3 separate regions of the Mus musculus genome follow, and all the other regions are linked to region 1. Evidence: chromatin contacts called from public Hi-C and promoter capture Hi-C data. All regions are on one chromosome and are shown on one strand. The core of a region is the stretch at or near the end of the contact, and the rest is flanking DNA. Distances in the headings are between cores, read along the strand shown.

What was found. Hi-C and Micro-C count contacts between places; a contact is called where the count stands out from the background. Capture Hi-C pulls out chosen DNA fragments and counts their contacts.
Region 2: a Hi-C map of uterus shows a contact between it and region 1. The contact joins the promoter of Parp3 here to the promoter of Nudt16 in region 1. A contact is called at or near these places in 2 of 39 promoter capture datasets (liver and pre-B cells) and 1 of 484 Hi-C or Micro-C datasets (uterus).
Region 3: a contact with region 1 is called in a promoter capture Hi-C map of liver, with 3 times the contacts expected there. The contact joins the promoter of Abhd14a here to the promoter of Nudt16 in region 1. A contact is called at or near these places in 1 of 39 promoter capture datasets (pre-B cells) and 1 of 9 other capture datasets (liver).

What each region holds. Positions count from the first base shown.
Region 1 is chr9:105,129,858-105,134,501 of GRCm38.p6, forward strand. It overlaps Nudt16 (nudix (nucleoside diphosphate linked moiety X)-type motif 16), which reads right to left and starts at 1,948. Exons shown (of 3, transcript NM_029385.2): 1 at 1,786-1,948; 2 at 1,436-1,705; 3 at 1-653. The coding sequence starts at 1,923. The coding sequence ends at 474.
Region 2 is chr9:106,474,766-106,479,409 of GRCm38.p6, forward strand. Parp3 (poly (ADP-ribose) polymerase family, member 3) reads right to left here and starts at 2,184. Exons shown (of 11, transcript NM_145619.3): 1 at 1,728-2,184; 2 at 1,034-1,217; 3 at 258-383; 4 at 1-103. The coding sequence starts at 1,210. Rrp9 (RRP9, small subunit (SSU) processome component, homolog (yeast)) reads left to right here and starts at 2,544. Exons shown (of 15, transcript NM_145620.4): 1 at 2,544-2,669; 2 at 2,906-2,988. The coding sequence starts at 2,583.
Region 3 is chr9:106,445,023-106,449,666 of GRCm38.p6, forward strand. Abhd14a (abhydrolase domain containing 14A) reads right to left here and starts at 2,656. Exons shown (of 6, transcript NM_001110271.2): 1 at 2,509-2,656; 2 at 504-812. Abhd14b (abhydrolase domain containing 14b) reads left to right here and starts at 3,618. Exons shown (of 4, transcript NM_029631.3): 1 at 3,618-3,687.

The DNA.
Region 1 (4,644 bases), core at 698-3,197:
ACCCACTGCTCTGCTCAAGCCCCAGGTAACACAGGACAATTCTCAGAAAGAAGCCATCTCCTTTGCTTCCCTAACAGGCATGGGTTGGGCTGGACACAGGACAGCAGCCTTACAGCGGATGGGGAAGAAACCCTCCCATTTACCCGGAAGGAGTGGGATGTGCCAAATGCCACATCATGGTTAAACTGGGCAGATGACAGTGTGTCAGGCTGTGTGTGACCACGAACTACACATATACATACCTGGAGCTTCCAGGCTGTTTGTCCATGTATAAGGCAGGACTCTGGGATACTACAAAGGCCTTTTATCCCTAATGCCACCAGACAAGGTGTTCCGTTGAAAACAGTGCATATCCTTCCCTGTTGCTAATCTGGCACCACCTACAATCCTTTATACCCCAAAGAGAGACCACTTGTCCTTCCCTCCCTCATACCAAGGCCCTCTGGGTTCCAGGGGTCCATGCTGGTCCGATTCTACTTAGAATCTGGGATCTTTAGTTTTGCAATAATGCCAGGATCCAGAAGTTTCAAGTCCTGAAGGGCTTCTAGTAGCTGCTCTCGGGCAGCTCCAATGAAGGAATTCTCCAGAAAGGCAGGCAGGCCTCCCTCACCATCACGGAGGACGTACAGGGGTACCCGCACCAGGCCCAGCACCTATGAAAAGGAGACATCGGACAAGTGGGACCTCAAGAACCTCAACACATTACCTTATCTACCTTGGAACAGAACTCTCCAGAGAAGAGCCAAGCAGAACCGGGCCTAATAATCACACCTCAGGAGAGCTTAGAGAGCCAAACTCTGTGGACAAGTGAGCCACGCTGGGTTCCAAGCTCCATCCGTGCCAATCCTTCTCCATCCTTTTCCTCACCCTTACTGGCGACGGCCTCCAGGAGGCATGCCTGGCTGTAGCAGTATTTCAAAACTCAGAACTCACACCACTGTATAGGTAGCACTTGGGTGCTCAAGAAAAATGCAAATACCCAAGTATTCCTCTGACATCCTTACCCAACTCAAGTGATTCCAATGGACTGTTCAGTCTAAACACTGTCAAAGTGTGCGCACTAATCAGTTTTAATAGCGCTCTCACTCCCAGGTTCAGGGTCACCTCTACACACAGGCGTCCCTAGCATTAGACTCACTGTCTGCTTAAGGGAAATATGAACCCAAAGTCAAGAGCTTAGGGTATCATGTGCACTAGCATAGAGCTGGAGAGACCTTTGGATGTGTGTTCTAAAAAGCTCTCTGCAGGGGCCGCTAAAGGTGGCCGAGTAGGTGGTATTATCTAGCCTGGAGATGACCAAGATCCCAACTAGTTCATGCCACTTGAAAGAATTCAAAGTCGGAGGGTCAAAATCTCCTCCACCCAGTGGCTTTTCTCGGTAAGGGGATTGGGGGAGGACAGACTGGAGCTGGAGTGGATCCCAGGCTGGTCCCACCTCCAGCCCATGGTCCTTGGCTTGAGGTGCCCTGGCTTCCACAGCCTGCAGCTGTTCCAGAGTCAGGCGCTTGGCATAGAAGTGGGCCACCACGCGCGGTCTGGCCGCGATGTGTGAGCTGCGGTAGTCAGAGCGTTCAACGCGGAAGGCAGACATCGCTTCGCCCAGCTCCTCGCGCAGTTCCCGGTTCAGCCCGTCCTCCAGGCAGCTGTCCTGCGCGTCCACGAAGCCGCCAGGGAAGCCCAGGCGCCCGTCAAAGCGCATCTGCATCTGGGGGAGGAGGGTATGATGGTTGGCCCGGGCTCGCGAGCCCTGGGGCGGGGGAGCGGCCGTGCATGACGCGTCCTCACCAGCACGGCGAAGCGCATCGGGATGCGGCCGAACAGCTTGCGGGGGTCGGGCGCGTAGAGCAGCGCATGGCAGGCGTGGCGCCAGTCCGGCCCGAGCGCCAGGGCCTCGCTGAGCTCCACTTTCCGATGCCCCTCCATCTCGAGGCTCGCACTTCCGGGTTCTTGCAGAGGCCAGCGCCTCGGGGCGGAGCTTTGCGAGACTCCGCATCAGCCAATCAGGATGGGTCTCTCAGGAGCTCCGAAGACACCCTGGATTGGCCCTTAGGCTAGGGTGGGGCTGAAGGCTTGGTAAGGTCAGGCTCAGGCCGGAGGTGTTTTGGAACCTGAGTTAGAATTTACGCAGGAGTTCTGCCAGTGCAAAGGACAACGTATTTTTTAGAAAACGGTTCTGGGTTGGTCCGTTCATAACAAAGAGTCTAGGGATGGGAGGAAGGTAGTCTGGCTTCAGAACTTATTCCTAGCCTAGCGTGATGGGGGAAAGGAGAGGTGGGTGTAACAAGTCTTGAGTGGTGGAAATGTGGGGATTGACTGATTATAAGAGGGCACAGGGACAGAGCTAACACATTTGGGGAAGGGGAGTGGCCAATGGATGTGGTTACAACAACCAACTGCATTGGCTGTGGGCTCTGGGTAGTGATGTGGCGCCTGGTACATGGAAAATGACATGGAAATGTCACAGGTCACACAGTAAGATTGGGGAGGGGTGGCTGGCTGAGGAAATAAAGCACAGAAAAGAGTGGGGAGGAGTCAGACAGGACACCCCACCACCACCACACTAGGAGTAAATTAAAATACCCTCAGAACTTTAAATTGTGAAGAAAAATAGGAAAGAGATGGGGGACACTCAATGCCTAATGCTGAGATCCTGGCATTCAGGATCCTTCACCTCAGCTAGGCTGCCCCACCTGAAGTTGAGTCCATATATCAAGAACCTGTATGTATTTAAGGAAGGGAAGAGGTGACACTCAAAGAAGATCTGACTTCAGGTCACAGCCTGGACTTGAAAGTTTGTTGTAGAGCTCAGAACTCACCCAGATACAGGCTTGTGACTTTAGTAGAAGCCACTCAACCCTCTCAGGTTCCCAGTTAAGGACCTGTTAGTGGAGGTGGAACCAGCGTAGTATGGGAGTAAAATTCTCCTCAGAGCCAGACATATGGTAAATGCAGCCATTCTTGGATTCGAGGGTGGAGGTTCGATGCTGTGTCTTATGTCAAAGATTGAGGCCAGCATCCTAAGAATAAGGGCACCATCAGGAAAAGCCTGTGGACATCTTGCCTCAGTCCCCTGAGTCGCAGGGCAGAGATGCCATTGACTGAGGCAGTCACATCATGGTGAGTTAGGTGCGATACAGATGCCATTACTCAGATAACATCCAAGGGACAGGCAAATCATCCTGGTCAAACATTATCACCTGGCAACAAGAAGGAGAAGGAGGAGGAGGAGGAGGAGGAAGAGGAAGAAGAGAAGAAGAAGAAGAAGAAGAAGAAGAAGAAGAAGAAGAAGAAGAAGAAGAAGAAGAAGAAGAAAGAAGCTTATAAAACCCTTCATATCTTCCAATTCCAGAGCCCCACCCCAGGCCAATTTCAAGAAAAAATTCCTGGTGGTAGTAAGAGGACACGGTGGTTCTTTTGTTTTGTTTTCTGGATGTGTGCAGTGTATGTGCATGTACAAATGTATGTGTGTTCAAAAGACACGTAGGCTCATGTTCACATGTGTGTGGAGGCCAGAGGTCAATTCTGAGTGTCTCTGGGTGTCTCTCTCTACTGCCAGCCCCCCTTATTTTTTGAAAGTGACTAATGCACTGAGCTCACTAACGGTCTACAATATCTGGTCAGTAAACTCTGGGGATCCCCCGTCTCCCCTTCTCCCAGTGCTAGAGTTACAGGCACGCCCACTATGCTTGGCTTTTGTGGGGGTGCTAAGGATCCAGACTCAGACCTTCATGCTTGTAAGGCAGAGAATGTATAGACTAGGACATCTTCCCAACCTGGCTTTTAAAGACACACCATTTGAAAAGCCACCATGACCGATGTGAGGGAGCCCGAACAAATTACATGCGCCCCCCCCCTTATTTATAAAGAAACCAGACTTATCTCGGGGCTACAGTATTGTACAGAGTTAACACAGAGCCTCATGCAAACAGAGTGATAAGAAATATGGTGTTCAGGATTGTATACATCAGACCTATGATTACTACCACTCTTATAAAACAAACTGTAAATCTTGGTCCAATCTATAATAACTAAAAAGGGCCACCTCCAAATGAAGAGAATTATTATACTTTCTGTAGTAACAGGATGAGCTTAATATGAGTTTGAGTTGGCCTATATAACCCTACAGGCATCTACATAAAGCAGCATTGGGAATGCCTACATCAAGGATTAATAAACCCCTTACTTTTTTGTTCTTGTTGTCGTTGCTCTGTCAGTTGAGAGGCCCACAGAGCCCATGATGCCTGATGATAACAACTCAGTTAGGGTCCAGGACTTGCTTATAACATCATAGCCCAACAAAAGAAACCAATGCTCCTTAGAAAACTTCCACTGAAGAGCCAGAAAGATCCCCAGTGAAATACAGTGAACATCAACCATCTTATGATGTCAGGAAAGAAACTCAATCCCACCCTTACGCCCTCCCTCAAAGAGAAAAAAAAAAAGAATCCCCCAAATAAAAGAGAACCCCTGCACTGTTCTGAGACAGAAAGCCACAGGCCACTGCTGAGTTTTCAAAACAAAAACCAGTTTGAGGAACAGAAGAACAAACGTGGTTTTACTTTTGGTTTATTCATTTATTTATGATGTAAAGTAGAAAATAAATACCTGTCCTGATATTAGAATGCAGATACATGCAGAATGAGC
Region 2 (4,644 bases), core at 934-3,433, 1.3 Mb after region 1:
CCTCCCATTTGTTTTTAGTCTTCTCCCAAAATTTCTTCTTAAAGTCCTTCTTTGCATCTTCCAGGCAGGTGAAGTGGTTCATCTTGCTCTGGCCCACCTCTCCCTGCAAGGGACAACTTTCAGGGGTGTGTCCACCAGCAAGATTTGCTGGTCTCTGGGCTGGGCCCTCCAAACAGCTGCAGACGAAGCCAGCTCTTTGGATGCCCAAGGGGGGGAGGGGGGATGGGGGAGGGCAGCCCGGGCGATGGCTCGCTCACCACGCGGCCCCAGCGATTCCAGCAGAAGAAGCGACTACCCTCCTCCAGCAGTTGGATAATATAGAACTTGTTGTTGTTGTTGCCGATGTTGGTCTGGTTCAGGGTACAGTCATAGTCCTCGTGGACCTGTGTAGGGTGAGTCCGTGGGGCGTGGGCTGGGTGTGTACACCAGGGAACATCATGGGGGGGGCCTTGTCTTTGGCACTTGGGTGTCTCTGCCCTTGGGGGGCAGGGTCACAGTCTGACTGGATGTGATGAAGCCCTGCTGTGGGCTTGGGAATTTGGAGAGGATGCAGCTGCTTCCTGGGTGGGGGAATCTGAAAAAAGACCTGGCTCTGCCCTGAGGGCTCAGTTTGAGGGAACACGGAAGAGGGTCCCGGGGGAAATTGAGTCAGGCCCCTTCCTTGAGTGTGATGCACCCTAGTGTCTGATGGTCAGACATGGTACACCTTGACCCAATGGAATAACAGCCCACCTTGGCAGTCTTCAGAAGACAGGTACGCAATCCCTGGCTAGAACAGAGAACCCAAGGAGGAGAAAGAAGGCTGTGGTCTGCCAGGCGGTGGTGGCCCACGCCTTTAATCCCAGCACTTGGGAGACAGAGACAGGCGGATTTCTGAATTCGAGGCCAGAGGCCAGCCTGGTCTACAAAATGAGTTCCAGGACAGCCAGGGCCATACAGAGAAACCCTGTCTTGAAAAACAACAACACAACAAAACAAGCAAACAAAAACAAACAAACAAAAAGGCTGCGGTCTGAACATGGCTTCAGCTCACCTGTATCCCGGGGTTCCGGCTGAATGGACATGAGGGGTCCACACGGATGACCCGATTATCAGCAGGTGCTGCTCTGAGAGCCTCGGCAGTGGACCGGAAGCTGTCCTCCTCCTCTGTCCCTTGTCGCCGCTTCTTGGAGCCCTCAGTCTGCACAGAGGCCTTTCGTTTTGGAGCCATGGTTCTCCTGGGGCAAGAGGTAGGGAGCGTTCAGATTTGCCCTTTAGGAGGCTGGCCTCCTACTCCTTGGTTTACATATCCCCATCTCCAAACCTGCACTTTGTACCTCAGAGATGCAGAAGCTTAGAGCCCGTCAGTTCTGCCCACCCTGGAGTTAGGAAGCAGTTGGCTCGAGGTGTTCCCCGAGGCAGCAGAAAAAGTGAAAGCCGGCTCACCCCACCCACGCTGGGGCCCTTCCCCTTCTAGAACATTTCCTCCTCCTGTCAGTCATCTGGCTAGGTTGCTGGGCTGAATCATCTGAGCTACAGGGGAAGGACCCTATAAGTTGCCCTTCTGCAGCTGGATCTACCTCTCTAGAGCTTAGGACCAAGTGGTGTAGCCTTTTGCTAACAGTCCTGAGTTCTGGGGTGCCAGCCAAAGTTTCAGGCTTTCAAGTGCCAGAGAGAGCAAGAGCCACTTTAACCTCACCCTTCCCTGCCCTGCAGAGGACTCTAGGGCAGGGCCAAAGGACACTCACCCAAATGAAACAGGACCCTGGAAGAGGTGGCTGTTATCCAGCCCGGTATCAGGAATGCTGAATGTGCCTCCTAAGAAACAAGTTCCAAGTCTGGGATCCCATCTAGCGACCCTTCGTGAGCCTTCAGCTAGTTTTTGGTAGGGATTTCCCAGCAATCACGTGAGGAGGGGAAAGAGCTTGGGGGTGGTGTAGAATTCCAGCTTTTGGCCGCTAGTGGGGTGAGTCAGAGGCTGGGTAGGCTGAGGTTGGTGGCCAGTCCCAGAGATGAAATGACAGTAATGTAGACGTATCCAAAGCCGCTCGGACTGACTGGCCCCTCATGCAGCTTTGACTAGGCACATACAGCATATATCCATTATTTGCCCGGTGATTTTGGCTCTGGGTTCGGATGCTGTCTCCTCTCCAGAGCTGCCTGAATTCCATTCCTTAAGTTTTAGAGTCTGGTTGTATTAGCTTCAATCGCTGTTCCAGCGGAAAAATCACAGAACCCCGCACCTCTGGCTCCACCTTGTGGCCATAAGACGCAAGCACCGCATGCCCTCCTGGCCCCACCCCTCCCTGCTAGTCAGGCGTTAGCAGAGCGCAAGCGCCACAGGCCCAGGCCGGAAATCGCAAGAGAGACTTGCTTCCTACTCCAGGCTGGCGCCGGAGCCTATAGGAGCTCTTGAAGGCGTGTCCAGCTGCGTCGGTCCAATAGACGTTTGGGGGCGTGGCAGGATCTTCTCAAGGGCCCAATGGAGCTGCGGAAGGTGGGGCCCGCTGCGCCGTGGGAACCTATCAGGGCTCCGGGTCTTGCCATGCGGCTGGGGTTTAGCAGCCATGTGAGTTCTTCGGGGTAGCGGCACCTTGAACAGTATGTCGACCGCCGTGGCAACTCGTAAGCGGGCAAAGCCAGCTCCCGGGCCCGGGGCGGCTCCGGTGGCCGGCAAGCGGCGGCGAAAGGTGAGCATGGTGTACTCTTGGGCGCGACCGATCTAGCTCCTGGGAGAGCCATCGTTCCATCCCAGGGCCCCCATCGGGGCAAGTATCTTTGCCAAGGGCTCCGTCAGAAGGAAGCCTACATCTCTTTTCTTCTATCCACCAAATCCTGGGAAACCTTCTACTTGGCCAGGGCCAGGTGCTACTTGCCTCTCTCAGTCCTGGGCCTCGTGACCAAGAGAGGATCGTTTGATTTCCAGGTAGACTCTGCTGCGGACAGGGGCAAGTCCAAGGGTGGCGGCAAAATGAATGAAGAGATTTCCAGCGATTCTGAGAGCGAGAGGTGAGTTTTTACCGGGAGGAAGGATAAACGGAGGCTCGTGGTGACTAGAAGACTCAGTGCGACTGGCAACAGAGCTGGGTGTTTGGCTCGAGATCCTGGGTCTACCCTCCAGTTTCCGGCAGTGAGATATCGTCGTTTATCTCTGATGTGTCTATGGGGAAGACGCTGGGCTCCTGTGGGAGGGAGAGCTTGGGACCTTTTTTCGCTTTATGACATGGAGGCAGGCACAGGTCTGGATTGATTGAGAGGCAAGGAGAGAACGGTACAGAACACATCCTCCTGTTCTTAATTCCATCTTCACACAGTACCACAACGACTGGTGTCCTTGGGCACCTTTTTGAGATGAGGTCTCTGTTGTTTTGCCCAAGGTGGCCTTGATCTCCTGGGTTCGAATGATCCTAGGCTTCAGCTTTGTACTGTCACATATGTAGCCTTCCTAACATTAGGGTCTTGTTTCACTGTTGCGAACACGGGTGAGCAGGCAAGTGGAGAGAGGCCGTGTCAGTGTCTGCAGGTGTGTATCTTGGAGACATGTGTTGTGAGAACAGAAGAAGCCTTTTAAAAAGTTGAGCCTGGAGAGACGAGGAGTGTCCTGGAGCGGTAGGGAAGAGGTTCAGGGACCAGAGACAAATCTGGGGTATTAGTGTGCCAGGGTGGAAGGAAGAAAGGATAAACCGGCAGGTGATAGGTACAGGCCAGGGTAGCCGTGAACTTAAGAGATCTGCCTGCTTCTGCCTCCCGAGTGCCAGGATTACAGACCTGGCTATCAGTTCTGCTTCTAAAAGTGAATATGTGGTGCCTTAATTTGCTCAGCTTTTTTTTTTTTTTTTTGGCAAGGTTTTTCCACGTAGCCATGGCTGTCCTGGAACAACCTGTATAGATCAGGCTGGCCTTAACCTCAAAGACATTGCCTGCTTCTGCCTCCAGGACCTGTGCTAAACACTTTGGGTATTTATTTATTTATTTATTTATTTATTTATGTGTGTGTGTGTACATGCTGATGCCCATGGGAGACCGAGGACATTGGAGCCCCTGGAACTGTCACATCAGGGGGTTGCGAGCGAGCCACCTGAGGGGTGCTGGGACTGAACCCAGGGTCGCTGTAAGAACAGCAGGAGTTCTTAGCCGATGAGCCATTTTTTTCCAGCCCATTCTTTACCACCTCTTAAGTCTTTTAACTTGTGTCACGAAATAAATGTGATAACTACAGAAGCACCACTCAGTTTTCTTCTGCTGATCTAACTTGGGTGAAAGTAAAAATAAATGCGTACACACCTTAAATTCAGGGTTGAAACAGCTTTTCTTTCAAAAGGGATTTTTTTTTTAAACAAAAAGTGGTGCTGGGCGTGGTGGCGCACACCTTTAATTCCTCAGTACCTAGGAGGCAGAGGCAGACAGATCTGTGAGTTTGAGGCCAGCCTGGGCTACGTGGCGAAAATATGTCTTGGGAAACAAAACAAAACAAAACAAAAAAGCAGAATTGCTAAATGCCGTTTATAAGGTCTCAGCATCAAGTGTCTTTACCTGCTGAGCCGCCACACCTCTAACTCTAGTCTGCTTTTCTGTGTGTGGGCCCTGAAGTAAGAGACTGATTGGTTTGGATGCACTCAGAAAGGACATAACTCTGGGCCAAGGTCTGGCCTTGACTTTCCTGAG
Region 3 (4,644 bases), core at 1,406-3,905, 1.3 Mb after region 1:
CCAGCAGTTCGTGGTTGCCCCAAGTGTCATGGGCCAGTTTGCAAAGAATGTTGGGCATGATGTTGAGGTGTGAGATGGTGGGGGCTGGGAGGATGTAGTGGGTCTAGAAATGGAAGGGAAAGCATGAAAGCCAGAGAGAAGAATATTCCCTACCCCTCCACCCCACTTCTGCCAAATGACCTCTTCATGGACTCCTCCAGGAGGGAGGAGAAGGCTTTGTCAGCCCAGAGGGCAGGAGGTCCTGGTTGGAGAATTCCCCTCTGCCTTGAGCTGAGTTCTGTAACTTGGGATAACTTCCTGGTGGTACCTGCCCAAGCTTCTTGGGAGATTTACACAATACACTCCACCTAAGCTGTTGGAGATGGGGTGTCCCCGTCATCATTTGCTGGGCCTGAGACGACCGTGCTTGTCTTACTCTGGGATTCTGGGTGCATCTTTACTGAGTGTAAACAAAGTGTGTGGGGTAGGGCTAGGAGCTGGGGCCCACCTGGGGCCACACCCACCTCTGTGGAACTCTTCTGCAGGCCTCACTCCCTAGCTCCGAAGTCAGGCTGTGCGTGGGCTTCAGCAGATCTTCCAGTGCTGATAGAAAATCAGGAGCCGGGTGCAGAAAGAGCACACTCTTCCTCCTAACCTGGAGCAGCCAAGGCTGCCTGTCTCCAGTGCAGCTTTCCCAAGAGGCGGAACATCCGGATGGACCACTCTTAGTGTCCCATCCTTCTTTCAGGGTCAAGGGGTGGGGTTTCACTCGTTGCCATGGCAACTTGGGTGCCCAAGACTAGACAACTGTAGGGGTTCTGATGCAGACTGCACTGCGGGTGGAAGAGGTTGGAGGTAAACTGTGCTTGCTCTGGTTACCGAAATGCCCCTCTTCCACAGCACACAGTGTGCACACACTCATAACAGACACAAGAGCCTGGCTTCCACACACTTTTCAAGAAGCTATCCCCTAAATGTACCATAGCCTCTTTGCACACCCATTTGGTTTATGCAGTCACACTTGTACACTAACACCCATAAATCCCATACATGGGTGCGTTAACAGTCTCTTCCAAAGTCAAAATATTTCATGCTGCAGAGGAGCTCCTTAAGCAGGGAGGTGAACAGCCAGAAATCAGCTTCAAGAACTCCCCTGAAACTGATCAGATTCACTAGAGCCCTCCCTGCCAGAGTAAACCACAAAAGCTGAGAGAGAACCCCTCTCCCACCACATAAAGCTAAGCTGCAAAGAAGCCTCCTCCGAGAGCACGCCAGCTCCCCAAAGAAGCAGAAACCAGCCGAGCTGCCTACAATAGGTTCACACCAGCTGAGGCACTTGGGAAAGACACTCCCCAACCAGGAGAGCTGCCTGCTGGCTGTGCGGTGTGTCCACGTTTTGTGAACTGTCACCCCTGTTTCGGGCTTTGGTGACATAGCTGTCTTTGAGTCCTTTCTGCTCCCATAAGTAATCCCTTATCTGTATTTCTGTAAGTAACCCCAATAAAAATCATTGGTTCACCAAGTTGGACTTTGGTGGTATCCGTACTGTGGACTGTCATGGGCTCCCTATCTGGGATAAGTAGATGTGTGTTTTCTCTCCCCAGGAAATATTTTGTCACAGGACATTATTCTGTGACCCAAAATAAGGTTTTTGTTATCAGGATGGACACATAGGATTTCAAAACCATATGGAAGTCAGGCAGGTGGCCCATGGCTTCAATGGCTTTAATCACAGTACTCAGGAGCCAGAGGCAGGAGGATCTCCATGAATTTGAAGCCAGCTTGGTCTACATAGGCAGTTCCAGGTCAGCCAGGGTCACATAGACACAGTCTCGGAGAAAAAAAAAAAAAAAACAAAAAACAACCCACACACAGGTATGGAAGTTGGAAATTCAGGACCCATAGGGTGAAAGCAAAGAAACAATTCCCAAAACTGCCCTTTGAGCTCCATACACATCCCCCGAAATAAATGAAATACTAAAAGGGCAAGAGTTACAGGTGAAGGGCACCTGCTGCAAGCCTGACGATCTGACTTTTATCCTTGGAATTAATTCACAGTAGTGGAAGGATGAATGGACTCCAGCAAGTCTGGACTTGACCTCCTTATGTGCCACCACCAATATAAATGTTTTAAGAAAAAAGACCTAGGGGAAAACAAACTACTAGCAAACAAGGACCTGCGGGGCAGGCGGGGAAAGAAACGCACCAACTGAAGGACACACACAAACCTTCGGAAATACACACAGTCAGATGCAGAGATAAACACAGAAGAGACATGCAAGCAGGCATGCAGACCGGAAAACACTACCCCAGCCCCCGCTATCCCAGCCCCCCGCCGCCAATGCGAAGAGAAGCACTTATACCCAGACCTTCCAAAACACACAGACACTCGCGTGCCCAGGGGCACAGGAAAACTGTACACGTGTTGCCCCGCGCTTGCGCCTTCCAAAGGACTCTGCCCCAAGCGGCAGGGACAAGGATGGCTGATCCGGGGACAACCTGAGGGCCTCCTTCTCTGGGGACACTCACCGCGTGGACAGGAGTGACCAGAAAGGCTCCGGTGAGGCGGGGCCCGGCCTAGGCGGAACCAACTGCCAAACAGCCTAGCGGCTGTGGTACAGCCTCCTTGGTAACCAGACGGCTAAAGTCCAGCCACCCAGGCGCGCTTGCGCAGTACGCAGCTGCAGGCCAAGCCTGGTTACCAGGGAAGAACGTGGGGCGGTGCCCTAAAGCACCGAGGCCCGCCCCTCTCAGCCCAGATTTTAGGAATTGTTATTGGCCTGAGAGCCTGTGGAAAGTCACCCGGTTCATCAATTTCCGCAGGTTTGTTTGCAAAATGGGGTTTAGGAAAGACACGCTGTGTAAGGATGTCATGGAACTTAAGGACAGGTCAGGTCTCAGAAGAGTTCTTGGCACCAAGCTCTCCTAGCGTTAATGCCAGATGATGCAGCAGCTCCAGACTTCTGCCCAAGCATTTTCTTTACTCGCCCCATTCCCCAGACGGGTCAGAGCTTAAGGTGTCTTCTAAGTCTGGTCTGCTCAGGACATTTATTTTTGGTTGGCAACCTGTGATCAACGTCTGGTCTGTCCCAGGTTCAGGCCTCTGTGTTGCAACCAGACTTTGGGGCAGGGAGGCCAGGAAGGGTGCAAAAGATTCACTACTCATTTGGTACCTCGCCAAAGTTGGCATTAACCGGATTCATTCTACAGGCTCAGAACACACTCCGATGTCACCTGGCCGAACTTTGGCGGAGCCTTCCACTCAGATATGTAGCATGTCAGCTTTATGACAGGTGTACAACTCGTCATGTACTGTCCTGACTCAGGGTGAGGGATGGGATGGGATGGGAGGTTGGGGGTTGGGGAAAACAGCAAAGATACCAGAAATATTTCGCCCGTTAAGTCAAGCCATTTCTGTGTGGAAATGATCTGTGGAGCAGATCAATGAGGATGCAGTTCGCTGACTGTTTCGAGATCTTCAACCCTGTTTTTGGTGCACATGGGGTGGAGGTGGGCTTGGGAAAACAAGTTTGATCAAAGAACGAAGGGTTAAGGTGCAGACGAGCCTAGTGGCAGCTTGTGACCAAGAGAGGGCGCCTGGAACGCCTAGGCCTGTCCCCACCTCCTGTCCCCACCCCTTTCCTACTTCTCTCCCCACCCGTCAATAGCACACGCCATTCTCCTGCGGAAGACCACGCACATTTCCAGGTACCACGCACATTTCCTGTACTCTCGACTCCCTCTCTTGGCGTCTCCACTCAGAACCCACCTGCCCCCAGGCTTCTCATCTCGGCTCTCCAGGTCACCTCTCCTTCCCTCTCCAGGCTACCCCTCCTTCCCTTGCTTCCTCCAGACAGACTCAGGGTTCTGGAACTGTGGCCAGTGAGCCGGGGAGCCTTGGCAGCGCGGGTGACCGCAGCGTCAACTGGTTGGGCTCCAGCGGCTAGCGCGCTGAGCACCCCGCGTCCCTGGCAGTCAGGAACTCCAAAGTCCTTGCTGACCGGTGCATGTGTTTCTGCTTCTGGAAAAAGGGCCTTCGTCCCAAACAAACTTGATCTCCTGCCTGTATTACTAGTTCACCCACAGTACGCTAGTGCTGGTTTAGATGAGGCTAATCAGGGCGGTATTTACCCTTGATTGAGCACTTACTATGTCCTAGGCATGTATAAGTTTTCCCCTCATGCATAGCCTCATTTAATGCCTATGAGCTATTTTTTTTTCTTTCTTTCGAGACAGGGTTTCTCTGTGTACCCTTGGTTGACCTGGAACTCACTCTGTAGACCAGGCTGGCCTCCAACTCAGAAATTCACCTGCCTCTGCCACCCAAATGCTGGGATTAAAGGTGTGTGCCACCACTGCCAGGCTATGAGCTAGTATTGAATAGTCCCACATACCAGTTTTTTACTAGCAGCAGATACCTTAACTGGGAAAGATTTTTTCACTTTTTGCTTTTTTTTTGTGGGGGGGTGTCTTCTCAAGACAGGGTTTCTCTATGTAATTCTGGCTGTCTTAGAACTCTCTCTATAGACCAGGCTGGCCTGGAACTCAGAGATCAGTCAACCCGTCTCTGCCTCCCAGTACTGGGACTAAAGGTGTGCACCACCACTGCCCAGCAGGTTTTCTTTTTTGTTTGGTTGGTTTTTGGAGACAGGGTTTCTCTGTGTA